2 separate regions of the Anser cygnoides genome follow, and region 2 is linked to region 1. A link is a contact called in public Hi-C data. All regions are on one chromosome and are shown on one strand. The core of a region is the stretch at or near the end of the contact, and the rest is flanking DNA. Distances in the headings are between cores, read along the strand shown.

Evidence for each region. Hi-C and Micro-C count contacts between places; a contact is called where the count stands out from the background.
Region 2: a contact with region 1 is called in a Hi-C map of liver, with 3 times the contacts expected there. The contact joins the promoter of PPP3CA here to the promoter of H2AZ1 in region 1. A contact is called at or near these places in 3 of 7 Hi-C or Micro-C datasets (granulosa cells and liver).

Annotation. Positions count from the first base shown.
Region 1 is chr4:73,427,103-73,434,490 of Taihu_goose_T2T_genome, forward strand. H2AZ1 (H2A.Z variant histone 1) reads right to left here and starts at 3,025. Exons shown (of 5, transcript XM_048066429.2): 1 at 2,832-3,025; 2 at 2,401-2,478; 3 at 1,902-2,015; 4 at 1,317-1,446; 5 at 774-1,188. The coding sequence starts at 2,834. The coding sequence ends at 1,127. LOC106048119 (a long non-coding RNA gene) reads right to left here. Exons shown (of 6, transcript XR_010831282.1): 6 at 5,477-7,306.
Region 2 is chr4:73,788,262-73,794,938 of Taihu_goose_T2T_genome, forward strand. PPP3CA (protein phosphatase 3 catalytic subunit alpha) reads right to left here and starts at 5,033. Exons shown (of 15, transcript XM_066996852.1): 1 at 4,613-5,033. The coding sequence starts at 4,670.

The DNA of each region.
Region 1 (7,388 bases), core at 1,775-4,274:
GCCCCCAGCGCGGCCCGTCCTTAAATAGCGGGCTCGCAGGGAGCCAGGGGTGCGAATAGCGCCCCGTTAGCGCCCGAGCGCTGGGGGTGCTGCTGCCGCGCGGTGAGCTCCAACCGCAGCTGTGCCCGTGTCCTTAAGTCATGGAGCCTGGCACCTAACTGTAGGGTTGCAGGCAGAGGGAACGCTTTCCAGCCCACACCACTGCAGCCAGGCAGGCTTTGCCTTGGCTGTGGGAAAACAAAACAAGTGTCAAGGAGGAGGTACTTGGCTGCTGCTGCTTTGGTTTTAGACTTCCTCAGGGTTAGTGTATCAAGAGCCAGCAGACACTGCTGCAGTACGTGCCTTTTCATGGATGTCTTCACAGTCTTTTACAAAAAGTGGCAAAAAAGGTTAGGGTCTCCCATAGAAAAGTGGCTGACACCACCTACTTACCAACATCCATCCCTTCGGCTCACCTTTCTCCCCACTTCGTGATAGACCCCTCCCTCTGTGAGGGCTGCCATCAAGCAAAACCATCCTCCAGCAGCAGAAGCCTTACAGCTGCCTCGCTGAAGGGAACTCACACTGAGATACACGACTGGGGTATGCAAAGTTAAAACAGCTCTTGCCAGAACATGCACACCGTTTCTACCGGTGACATTTACTAAGTGTGGTACTTCACAAGGAGAGCGTTTCCCACACCTCAGGTACAGCTCACAGGCTGCGGGGCCACGTGCTCTCCAAGAGCAGCATTGCAGAGCCCAACCATTTTTCAGTTAGTGGACAAGAGACGGTCAGTATTCATATAACATTTATTGAATATTTCCACTCTAGTGGATGAAAAGTCTGTACAAAACCAAAACATTTACTTAGTCAAATTCCATTTACTTAGTCAAACCAATCTAAAAACAGTCAGCTCAATCAAAACCCACTGCAAATACAATAGCTTCTCTGAAGCCATGGTAACACTTAAATACGGTTAAGACTTCAATGCAGAAATTTGGTTTGTTAGAAAGCTCAGGTGAGCTTCAGCTTCTTAAAGTTACAAAAAGGCAAAGTTGTGTTTCACAGATACAGTCCACTGGAATCACCAACACTGGACAATAAGTACTTAGAGTCCTGAGATAACAAGGGATCCTCGTAGCCTTTAGACAGTTTTCTGTTGTCCTTTCTTCCCAATGAGAGATTTGTGGATATGCGGTATTACACCTACAGGAGAGCAACAAATAAGATAACGTTATTTCTCAACTATTTTGCTAGTTTTCGCACTTCAAGAAAAGCCACCTCTACATCTGTTAGAGGCCTCGCCACAAGCAGTTCGCGAGCAGTTTACGTACCACCGCCAGCAATCGTTGCCTTAATGAGAGAGTCCAACTCTTCATCTCCTCTGATCGCGAGCTGCAAGTGACGGGGAGTGATGCGTTTCACCTTCAAGTCTTTGGATGCATTTCCTGCCAGCTCAAGAACCTTGAGACAAGAATGTTTTTCAGATGAGTTACACAAATCAAGTGAGACCAACTGCATGGCATTACCAATTTTACTCTCTACATCAGATGCACTGTTACTGCCACCAAGACAGCACACAATGCATCTTTAAGGGTTCCTCCTTTCAAGGTGTGGCTTTAGTTTTCCCCAGGAAAAAAATATTTTACAGCAGACGTGAAGTGCTGCAGCTACACATTTTATCAAGTACTTCACGCTTCCATCCTGGCTGTAAATCACAGCTATTTGAACCTCATAAAACACAAAGCAAGAAATTCCACGCGTGCTTTGCAACTTCCTGAGGAAGCACACGGCTAAAACTGGCTCAAAGTGAGTGAAGAGTTCACACCCCAGTCCAGATTTTCAAGAGACAGGAGGTTCTGGTCATTGTGCCATTTTGGACCCGAACAGCTTGCGTGCACCCCTGGCAGACGTTTTACCTCAGCTGTCAAGTACTCCAGGATCGCAGCGCTATACACAGCAGCTGTGGCTCCCACACGCCCATGGCTGGTAGTCCTAGACTTCAGATGCCTGTGAATGCGGCCTACAGGGAACTAGAAAAGTAACAGAAGCATGAACAGGCTGTGACTGCAGAGATAACGAAAGAAATAAACCACCCTGAAACAGATGCTGGGCAACAGATCCCTAGTAGAACATGCACAACCGAAGCGAGCTGAGCTGTAACACCAGAGATGCCTTGCTGTACATAACGCAATCTCAGTGCTTTGCATAGCGTCCCTAGCTAGATTCTCAACTCCACGTCGGCAGCAAGGCCATGCTGTTACCCCAGCACAGACATGCCTTAAAAGCACAGAGGGGGACAGCTCCTTACACCACTCCAGGCAGTCCGAAGGCTGTCAGCAGGACTCAAAACGGTACGGGGGGGGGGCAGATGCAAGGCCAGCCCCACTTCGCCGTACCCACCCCACCTCGGCTCACCTGCAGCCCGGCGCGCTGCGAGCGGGACACCGCTTTGGTCTTGGTCTTCCCGGAGTCCTTCCCGGCCTTGCCACCAGCCTGCCGAGGACAGCGGACGCGTCAGGGAGGCCGCAGCGCTGCGCCGCGCATGCGCTCCCCTCCTCCCCCCCTCCCCTCCACCCTGCGCCTGCGCGCTGCCCGCCACATCCAGCGGCCCCAGGGCGCATGCGCGGCCGCCCCTCCCTCTCCCCGGTGCCACCACTGCGCATGCGGCTCCCCCTTCCCCCCCCCCCCCGCCGCCGCCTACCGGCAGGTAACGGCCCGCGGCGCACGCCGCCAGCCTTGCCCTCCTCTCCCGCCAACGGCCGCCCCCCCTCGGCCCCCGCCATGGGCCGGCGGCGCTGCCGCACGTACGCCCCTCTCCCCGCCCCCCAACCTCCCCGTCTCCTCACCATCGCGAAGCGGAGCGCGGCGCCGCGCGGGTGCCGTCGGAGGAGGAAGAGGATGAGGAGAGCGTCCCGCACGCACCGAGCCCGGCCCACAGCACCGACCTGCCCCTGCCCGCCGCGATTCAAACTGCGCCCGCTCCCGCCTTCCCCCGGCCCTTTATAACCGCCCGGCCGCCCGCATCCGGGAACCCCGGCCTCGCCGCCGGCCAATCGCAGCGCGCGGGGGCGGGGCGATTCCCCCAGCGACAGCCAATGGCGGCGCGGGGCGGGGCCGGCGGCGCTCTGCGGCCCTCTGCGGCGCTGCGGGAGAGGCCCCGCCCCCGCTTAAAGGGACAGGCGCCCGCCTTTTCTTACGGGGGGGGGCCCCGGGGACATCGCTTCAGCGTCGCGCCCCTTTGTCTATTAACTGCGTAACAGTTAATTAACATCACGCCCGTGGCCGCGTCCCCCTCACAAGGACCCTTAGCCCCGTGTCTTGTCTCAGGTGCCGCCTCCAGCACGGCGCCGTCATCCCTGCTTCACAAAAAAGCAGCCAAGCCATTTCACCTCAGAGCTCGCTCGGAGGGGTCCCCAGTTCATCTGCCTCCCTCAGCGCCAAGTCAATAACCGCACACTGTGCTGTGTTCCGCGACACCGTACACCTCACAGGTCCCCTGCGCGTATCCAGGGGGAAATCCCAGTAAAACCTCATGAACTGGGCAGCTCTGGGAGGGAAGAGCGGCTCAGCCTGCCAACCCAGTAGCTCAGTATTACCAGCCTAACCACGAGCCACGCACGTTACCAACCTAGTCACAAAACACTTCAGTCACCTCAGTAGGAGATGATACGCATGTCCTCTGCCTCAGTATCGAAGGTCCCAAGCACGAGGAGTACTCTGGCAGACAGACATTTAACAGGAGATACTCAAAACGCATAAAGTTATGGTAGGGCTACTCTTCCCGACACAACTTGTCTACTTTCAACGTGCTGATGCGGCTTTGGGGTAAAAACCCACCTCCACAAGCACAGAGAGGCAGGGCCAAGCTGGGATCAGACACTCCTACCTGCAGGAGGCTGGCATTTTATGTAACTGTCTGGTGCCTCTATTTGAAGCATTAGTTGCCTGTGCTTTCCCCTCAGCAAGAAAGAAGAGTTGTGGGTTTTTGAGTTTAAAAAATAAAAAAATAAAGATTTTACAGAAACCTGTGGAAGTCAAAGTCTCGTTCCACCTGCTGTTTTAAAAAACGGGACCTGTCCGAAGTGCCTCTAGCAAGGCTTGATTCGCCCTTTCCCTTAGGGGCAACAGAAGCCAAGTTCCTGTCACACGACCCTCTGGCAACAGAGACGTAGGAGGAGAAAGCTGATTTTCTCCCTGTTTTCTGTACAGGGAAGTGCTAGAAAGCAGACGAAGGAGTCCGTCTCCTACCAGCTGGAGATGATCCCTGACACAGGCCTCTCATGCGCTTCCCCAGCAGCTCGCTGCGGCCGTGTGCTTTCAGCCACCCGGGTCCCTTACAGCCTGGACTATGTGGGCAAAGCAGCGTAACACCTGAGGTGCTGCTTTGCTCAGTGGGCTTCCAGCAAGCACAGCCCCGTTCAGCACACACCACAGACCAGGGCATGTAGCTACTAAGCCAATGCAAAGGTGTGTATGTATTGAATGCAGTATATATAGGGTTAGAGACATGCCACAGTATGTGAAACTAGTCTCGGATCACCCCATGCTAGCTAATAAGCCTCTTGCCACAACTCCCTGCCTAATATTTAAGAAGAGAGAAATTAAAACTAACTCAGATGGCTTTTATAGCATAACCACCTTGTGGTGGCGGTGGGAAGATACGCTTCAATGGGGCAGAGCACAGTAAATTGGCATTTGTTGGTCCAATTAACATTGATAGGTCCCTCTGATCAGCTTGGACAATGTGCAGGTTTAATTTTCCTCTGTCTGCAAAGTATAGGGTAGACACAGGTTTTGCTTACCGTATGGATTTACAGATCTATTTTCTGACATTTCTGGTTTTCAAACATCTAGCTGGAGCACACCAGGTCACAAGGGAAGCATTTCTTTATTCTGTTGTGTAGCATGTCCAACGCAATAAAGGACAGGAGCCTGTAAGGTACTTTTAGGGAAATTGGATGAACTCCAGGGGCACGCTGCGTGAGAGGCTGAAGCTCCCTATGGACTTCACAGGGAAGGCTATGCCCCAAAAAGTAGTTCCCCAGTTTGTCACTGTGTAAGAGTTGACCCCCACACCTGGGCGATGCTCGGGGGAAGATGTGACTTACCAGTGCTTCGCCTAGGCCTGTCCTGGGGACTGATGATTTCTTGCAAAATGTAATTGCTTTCCCCTCTGTTTTTTGGCACCTCTTTGGAGACTGGGGATGCAGTGCCGCTTTCCTTTCTGCTCTGTCTGCTACTTAATCTGATTACCTTGGGGGCTAACACTCATTTTCACTCACCCCTGAAGCATGGACACATCCTGTAAAGCAGGGACCCCTTCCCACCCCTCACTAACCACCAGGCCATGAATGTGGTGTTGTCTGGATACATCACAAGTCTATGACCTCTGGGCAAAATTATTTGCCATTTAAAATGGACGAAGAAGCAGTACAGGTGCCCACAGCTGCACCTTAAAGGGCGGTCTCCGTCAGGTCTCCCTGCTGGCTGCCGTGCCTGGGTTCAGGAGGATCACCTGCTCTCTGCTAGCACTGTGGTGCTGTGCGTGATGATGAATGGGGGCAATTGTTGGGTTTAACAGATACGTTTGTTAATCTGGTATCTGGAAACAGCTTCACATATCTCCGTAATAGAGCTGCAGACAATGTGTGCATGCTGATTATCAGAGAGACTCAAGCTCCCCTTATACCTATGGTCTTGCTTATTGTACACTCTTCTGTCTGCTATTAATAACGCCATAATGACAGGTCTGAATAGATTTTTATCTCATTCTTGTTTAGCCAGCTGTGAAGGGAGGCTGTAGAGAGTTAGGCAAAATGAAACCAGAGCCTGTCAGAGACTATGCCAGCTACGAGTCCTTGCCCACCTCCTGCCCATTGCCCTGCAAGGAAGGCCTTGCTGCTGCACACCTCGGTCCCCCTTGCTACCTCCATTTGAGCTCCATCCAGCAGGGTAACTGAGATAAGGAGTATTCACACTGTTTTATATTGTGCTGTAAAGCCATATGTGAGTACGCACTCAACCACATTCAAGTTGGCGAACAAGTAGGGTGAATCCAATCTGCCCCATGTTACCGGTGCCTAGGGGACACTTTGATTAAACAGACTCGTACCAGTTATATCGATTTGGTTATACCCATTTCTTTTCCTAACAAAGTGAATTGGAAAAACTCCTTGAGGCTGATCCGCCACTGACACTCCTAGGCAGCGCCTGGACTCTCTGTCTGAGGTGGCGAGGTCAATGTGTTTGGTTTGAACTGGCAATGTGCTAAGGGCATGGCCTATTTTGGTTTCGTAGCCTTCATCTACCATTCTTTCAACAATTATATGTTTCTTCATTCGGGACAAAGCACAGCAAACTTCAAGAAAACAAACGAGAAGGGATGAACACAGTGTTCACATACGGGTTTCAGTGCAATCCATTATTCTTCTTTCCTTTCTTGTCTCTCTGGGACTCAGTCTAGGCACCAGCTGTCCCGAACAGTGATGTTGTCCTATTAACTCCTTCCAGTCACAGCCACCCAGTCTTCTTCCAGCACTCAATCTCCACCTTTCAACTGAAATGGAGCATTTAAGTGCTTCCAGCCCTAACCACACTGACACAGCAAGGAGGAAAAGAGAAACCACATGATTAGCAAAAGCCTTCAAGTGAAAAAGAAACGTGAGGAAAATTGTGTTTTCCTGAACGTGGCTGGCTCCAGGTTTTCAATCAAAATGCTCATTTGTACGAGATGGAAGTCGTTCTTCAGAACTTGTTTGCTGTAGATGAAAGGGGAAATAGAAACGCCACCTGCCCCTTGTCCTTTCCTTGCCAAAGCCATGGCAGAGAGAAGTGATCCAACTCTTCTGTGCTGGTAGGAGGCAGCTACTACAGCCATCACTGGCTGCTGCATTGACAACCCGATTTACTTTTTCCTTGTGCTGAAGGCTGATTTTTGCAGAGAAGCAGCTCAAGCTCACTGCAGGCATGAGAACCACTGCCACATCTGGCTTATAGCACAAGCAGCATGCCCCTCACTGATAACGTGCAATTAATTAATGTGCAAGTAATAACACTTACCCAAGTATCACTGCCATCACCTGCAATGAAGAACTGCAAGCACCAGGACCTGACTGTACAGAGAAAAGTATAATTTCATTGAGCTAGGTCAGGTGTCAGGATGCATCTACTGCAGATAATCCTTTATGAGCAATGGTAACAGTAGCTCAGGCGCTTACTTTTGCCAAAATTTGGGATCTGCAGCTACAGATTGGTTCATTTCCAAGTAGAATGACTCCATGAGTTTTTTTTTTTTTTTGTCTTTAAATTCCAATAATTGTAGCTAAAAAAAAAAAAAAAAAGGTAAATGAGCATAAGGACACTGCAGCCTAGGTCCTTCTCCTCAGGGTTTGCTTTAGAAGCAG
Region 2 (6,677 bases), core at 3,783-6,282, 360 kb after region 1:
GAGTAAGAGGTACAGAGAGTTCACAAATCAAAATAAATCACCAGTTTAATTACACAAGCGTAACTGTCAAGCGCTGTACTTTGCTTTTATTTAGGTTTCTCATTACTACGTTCACAATCCTTTACGACGAGTGCTGTACATTAGTCACACGTACACAGGTTCACAAGGTGTCAGACACACGCAGACTGCCATACCTAAGCAGCGTCCAGCTGACAGAAGCCATCGGTTTTATAAGCATTAACTGAGTTTTGACCGTGAGACACAAGAACACAGCAGTTACATGTAAGAAAATAAGCCAGCCTTGTTTTCTTTTCTAAATACCTGTAAGATAAGGACTATGCGAGCACATCCACTTGTTTTCTGCCCTCAACTGCTTCTCCTACAGCTTGTTTCACGAATGTACTGGGGGTCCTTGCTTACAAAGGCGGCAAAGCCAAGGGGGGGACCACCCTAGGAAGAGTGGTAAAAGGGGATGGGGAGCACACAGCTCAAGGTGGGTTCTCCACTCAGTAACATCCCTTAAACCCAGATGCAGGCTCCCTCTGAGTGCATTCTTAAGCATTACAAGGATAAATTGAATTAATTAAAACAAAAATAGAGTCAGCGTTCCTATGCCAATAGAAACCACTACAACGCAACTCCCTCCTTTCCCTCACGAGGATCAGGCAGATATTGAACTTTCAGCACCCTCAGAGAAGGGGCACAAAACAGTTCCATCTCCTGCCACTGGACAGCTCTAACTATCCAAGTAGCACCGGTCCTCAGCAGAGATTTCCTGATACTTAGATTCACACCAGAACACATACCACATGCACCAGCACTACTGACGTTCAGGTCATGGCACGGAACTACCCAAAAAACACAGGACAGCCCAGCACTTGCAGGGTACGTGCATGGTGGGAGAAAAATGTATTTGATTCACGGGAAGACAGAGGCAGGCTTCTACAGTACTCCTATAAAGACCAGCCTGGTACACCAGCCTTTGGAGAGCGCATACAGGTCTCCCCTGGACTAATGGAAACCCTAAACTTCATGGTTAATTCCTATTATTGACGGCAATAAACACCAGTTTTATCTTTCATGAATCTGAAGTTAACACTGATGGCTAACATATCGATTGGGAACTGACATTCATATTATATTACAAACAACTGACAGCCTGAACGTTAGGAGATCGTTAACAATGACACGGTTGGAAATTCAGAGATAGCAGAGGCTGCTGTCCGGCGTTTTGGGGGGTGTCAGTTCTTGATATAACTGCGTGCACCTAAGCACACAATGCACAACGAGATTGCCAACACCAAGGATCAAGAGCCATGGCAGCAGCCCATCTGAAGAGCTGAGATGGACGGATTCCATTAAAACTCTACTTTCCTTCAAAGGGGAAGGAAAAAAAAAATCAAAATCAAAAGCACACAACCATCTGACCTGCAAAGAAGAATCAATCACTGTACCTAGCTAACAGAAAGATTTCCAGGAAATACTGCTTTTATTTCTTCGTATGACGATTACGGCTCACTTTTGAAGTTTTGATTTAGGATTACTCTGCTTTAGAGCAGTATTTCTAGAAGGCAGTAACGCAACACTGAATATTTTGAGGAGGTCAAGTAACCTGATACGCAGCTTTTCCCTCCAGGTCAGTGGGGTTCATATCTCGCTAATGTCAGTAGTGACCAAAAGCTGTTGACATCAGACAGCTGTTCTGTGACCCACGAGGAATGAGCTAGTATTCTCAGTCCAGTTTTTCCTGGACAGGTATCCCCACCTTCACTAGCGCAACCGAGCCCACGCTCTGGCTAGCAGGTCTCAGGAGTTTAAAGCAGTGTAGATAAGGAGTAGCTTTCCCAATCCTGAAAGAGAACTAGAACTTGTAAACAGCTCTGTCCGGGTGAAGGCTGCATCATACCTCTAACAAAAAAGAAAGGAATTTCAATCTGTAAACATGCCAGGTCAGCATTTGCTGCAACACTATGTTGTCCTGAGCCTTGATCCTGCAAGCATTTGAATGTACAGGTCATCTTTGAATGGTCTGATAACTACAAGTAAGCATTGCTCCTCTACAGGAGAAAAAAATAAAAATAAATCCACAGATGAAAGATGATTTGTCTAATTTTCATGACAAAGTACATATTACATTAAGGAGAGCACAAAAATAAATCAAAAAAAAAAAGTACTACTCGAACTGTAACTGCATGCTGCAGATTCACATACAGGAACCTCTTTCCCTTTAACTCCAAAGAATACAATTTTGCCAGCTTTACCAAGAGTTAATTTGCTTCTGAAAACTTAACATGACACACAGACTTGAATTTCTTCTTTGCACCCCTCATTGCACAACCATCCCAGATCTGCACATTTCACTCAAACTGTCAGATGTAATCGTGCACCAACGGCATAACAGAGGAGAGAGAAGACCAAAACCTTATAAGCATTAGGGACTCCTCAGCCGTCTTCCCCTTCTCCCAAAAGCACGTTTTATTTTGGACTGCAATCAGTCTAAGCACAGTTCAGAAAATTCAATAAGCAATGCAAAATGAGTGTGAGATGCAGTTCTCGCCTACAGAAATATCCCACTCCTCGGTATGCTTGATTGTTTCGGGCAGAGAAAAAGCCAAGGAGCCCACAAGAGCCCATCTAAGAGGCAGCACGCAGCCACGAGCAACCTGCAGGCAGCTGCTGGAGCTGGAACCTCCCCGAGCGCACCCATCGTTGCGTAACGCTGCCTGGCCGGGGCTTTCACCGGCCAGCTCAGAACTGTTGTTAGAAGGAGACATCTCCTGTCATGCACCAGCAAATCGAAAGGGCTTAACGCACACACACACACATAAATAAATAAAATGAACAAGCCAAATAACAACAACAAAACAACCAACCGCACGCATGCAGGCGGAGAAGAGCTTAAGCCAGAGCTTACATCCATATGCCACAAACATCTCCTTTCCAAATTAAGTTAAAATATCACATGAAATGAAACCTTAAAAAAAAATAAAAATAAAGTTGTTTTCACGGTTCTACCTCAGCACCATCAGAAAACCTGGTCTGCCTTCTACAGTATCAGGGCTCTCTGGCTATTTGCATAGGTGCTAACAAGGTGTTATTTCCTTTATTATTATTATTTCTTATTCATTTTAACATTGTAAGCCCATTCCAGCTGCTCACCTCAAGAAAGCACAAGTGACATCCCATGGAAAAGAAACAAGGCAACCTCTTCCTATCCCCATTATCACCACCAATTGTTTTCTTACTAGATTTCCTTACAGTCTATATGAAGGCAGTGTGGAGTGCCTATGATACAGCAAAGAATAATCCTATTAAGAAATCAGTTTACTGTGTGCTACCCTCTTCAGGTACTATTTTAAGACCTTGAGAAGAACTCACTATCTAATAAAAAAATGAACCGGTTAAACAAATCTTCGTGTGACACAGTGACACAAGACAACAGTTACCAGCGGAGATGAAGAGACACCCAAGCAGCATTTCGGTTTTGTTCAATACTTTCTCAGTTTAACAAAGTCGATTTCTAATTGCATTATAAAATTATTCGTGCAATACTGCTGAGTTTTCTAAGAAAATGGTGCTTTGAGATATTACGAACATATTAGCGTGTGTAAAAAAAAAAAAAATGCAAAAGAGTGGTTGCTGACAAAACCCATTAAGATGCAAACCACTGGGGGGGTTTGTCAATATGGAGATAGCAGTTCCAATTCTGCAGCAATTCTTACTCATGCTGAACACCTACTTTAGTCAAAGGAAGTTCTGTCACACACGCGATCAGGACGTTTGGTCATGTGTCAGGAACAAGGCAGATTTTAAAGCAAGTCCAAAAAAAAAAAAAAAAAGAAGGCAGCCACCCCATAACGGCGACGAAGCCTCCCCAATAGGGTTTGTTGTACCTAGAGAGGATATGCATCAGCTAAACAGAGCTGCTTCAGGTCTCTGAAGCCTGCTTCTGGCATGATATAAGTGCTTGTTATAAATATTCCGGGTATTGGAAGATAAATTTCCAAGCCACTTTAAAAAAAAAAAAAAAAAAACGTGTCATGGTTGCAATTGCATTTCTTACGACATCTGCAATTCCATTTGGAGGAAAAAGGGTAAAAAAAAATAATAAAAGGGGGGAAAACGGCAATAGGAAGCGTAAATATAAACCTCCAAATAATAACACGGTAAATAACGTCTACATGGAAGGTTTGGCTTCGGCTCGTGGAAATGGGGAAGCGCCGATGTGCCGGGGCCGCCTTCCCCTGCAGCCCCGCGGGCCGGGGGAGGCTGCGGGCTGCCGGGGGCTGCGGGCCGCCCGGCACCGGGGGGTGCCCTCGTCGAGGAGCCCTCGGTGGCCGCACCGGGAGGAGGAGGAGGAGGAGGAGGAGGAGGAGGAAGGGGGATACCCGGCGGAGCTCCCCCTCGCTCTGCAGCCAGCCCTGCGCAGCCTGGGCGAGGAGAGGGGGGGGAGCCGCGCTGCAGCGGGGGGGGGACCCCCCCGGCCCCAAACGCCGTGCTGAGCCCCCTCCCCCGACCCCAACCCGCGGGGTGAGCCCCCCCACACGCCCCCGACCCCCGCGGCGAGCCCCCCCGAGCGGCGGGGAGGGCGATACCCCGTCGCGGCACCCACCTTTCACCACCCTGTCCGTCGTCGACAGCTTGGGGTCGGTGGCCTTGTGCTCCGACATGTCGGCCGGGCGGCGGCCGCCGCTGCGGGCAGGGCTCCGGCTCCTCCGAGGTGGCCCGAAGTTGCCGCGTCCCGCTGGGTCGGCGCTGCCTTCCTCCCTCCTCCTCCTCCTCCTCCTCCTCCTCCTCCGACCTCCGGCGGCGGATTATCCCCCGCTCCCCGCTGCTGGAGGCGGCCGGCTTCTCCCCCCGCGCAGAACCAGGCAAGTGTCAGCAGGCACCAGCGGCACCAGGCAGAGCCCCGAGCCGGCGGCGGCGGCCAGGTTGCAAACGCAGCAGCCCTGCGCTTCCTTCCTCCGCGGCGCAGCGCCGGCTCCTCCTCCTCCTCCTCCTCCTCCTTAAGGTCAGGATCCGTCTCCCCTCCCTCCCCCCCCCGCCCGCCCGCCCGCCCCGCAGGCTCTCCCCGCTCAGCCTCTCCGCTCCCCGCAGCCCCGCTCCTCCGCTCCCCCCGGCCCCTCCGCTCCGGCCCCGGCCCCGGCCCCGGCCCCGCTGCCGGCTCCGCGCCGCCCTCCCGGCCCCGCTCCCCTCCGCGCCGCCATTGGCCGCGCCCCGCCGCCAGTCACTGTCAGGTAGCGCCTCCCGCCCGCCCACCGCGGGGCCGCCCAGGTGCGCCCCGGCCGGGGCCGCCGCCGCCTCAGGGCCCTGCCGCAGCGCCCCGCAGCGGGGCCTCTGGGGGCTCGGTGTGTGGGGGGGGGACCCCGCCGCCCCTCGTCCCTGTGGGTGCCCCGAAGGCAGGCTTCGTGCCTCTGCCGGCAGCCCCCAGCCCCGCGGTGGGCGCCGCGTAGGGCTTGTTGGTGCGTGTTTGGCGAGGAGGAGCTCGTTTTTGGGGCTGAGCGGTTCCGGTTGGGTTTTTGCGCTGTGGGGTTTAATTACAGAGGAAAAACGGGGCGCGCCTCTTCGGGGAGAGGGGTGTTTAGAGAGCTCTTGTTGAACAACGCCTGTGTAGGTGAGCCAAGAAGCCAGAGACACCTTGCCCGGCTCCCCGTTTCCCTCCGGGGTGCCGTTCGAGTTGCTTGGTTAGCAGATATTATTGCTTCAGAAAGCCACAAAGAAAATAACATGGCAGTTATGACACATATTCTCAGCTTTGATTTGCCTGGCAGTTCTAGGGGATGTTTGGTTGGCCGTCCTTGTGGTATTTTCCCAGAACATGAGAAGGCATCGTACGTGACTGGCCTTCAGTACGACGGCGTGAGTCTTGTTCCAACAGCCGTGGTGAGCTCCTTGTGGTGCCACCATCCTCTGGTCCCATGAACATGAGAACAAGGCACCCATCTGCGATTCCTCTCACAGCGGTAACACAACAATAAGAAACAAATCCAGTGTTCAAGCAAGGTATTTCCTGTACACCCAAATAAACCCCAGAGCCCACATCAGGTACGTATAAAGCTCCCCAGATGCTAAGCATACTTTGTGAAGCACCAAGCGCACAGAAGAGCCCGGGCAGAAATGCCCCACACCTTCATCCTGGCTGCTGGGAGGCACTGCTTAGCGGCACTTGGACGCAGAAGGAGAAGCAGCACGTCAGGAATGCAGTATGGCCAGTAAATTCAGGTATTGCATACGCCTTGTGGGCCACAACTTCATGAGACGCAGAGGACCAGTTTGGATCCGTTCTTCTGTGACTGCAGGCTGTTTGCATGAGTCATTTGGATTCTTGATAGACTGCAATAACAGAGACTCTGGGTCTCCAGCTTACACTTGCTCCCCCATTAGTCACAGGACAAGACTTCAGCTCCGATTTTTTTTCAGCAAGTAATTATGACTATTGTTGCAGCTATATAAGGACATTTAGTGTCACAACTCCGGCACCTTCCTAGGAATTCTGAAGGCCATCTAGAGCTTCTTTTAGCATTTCTCCTTTGCTTCAAAGTTTTTAGTTATAATATGCCATCCAGGCCAGGTGAGGTTCTCTCATTTTATCTTGTGGAGGGAGGGTCTTGTTTATGCATTTGTTGCATTTAGTCTTCTTTTCCAAGGTAGAATCCCCATTGCAGGTATTTTCTTCA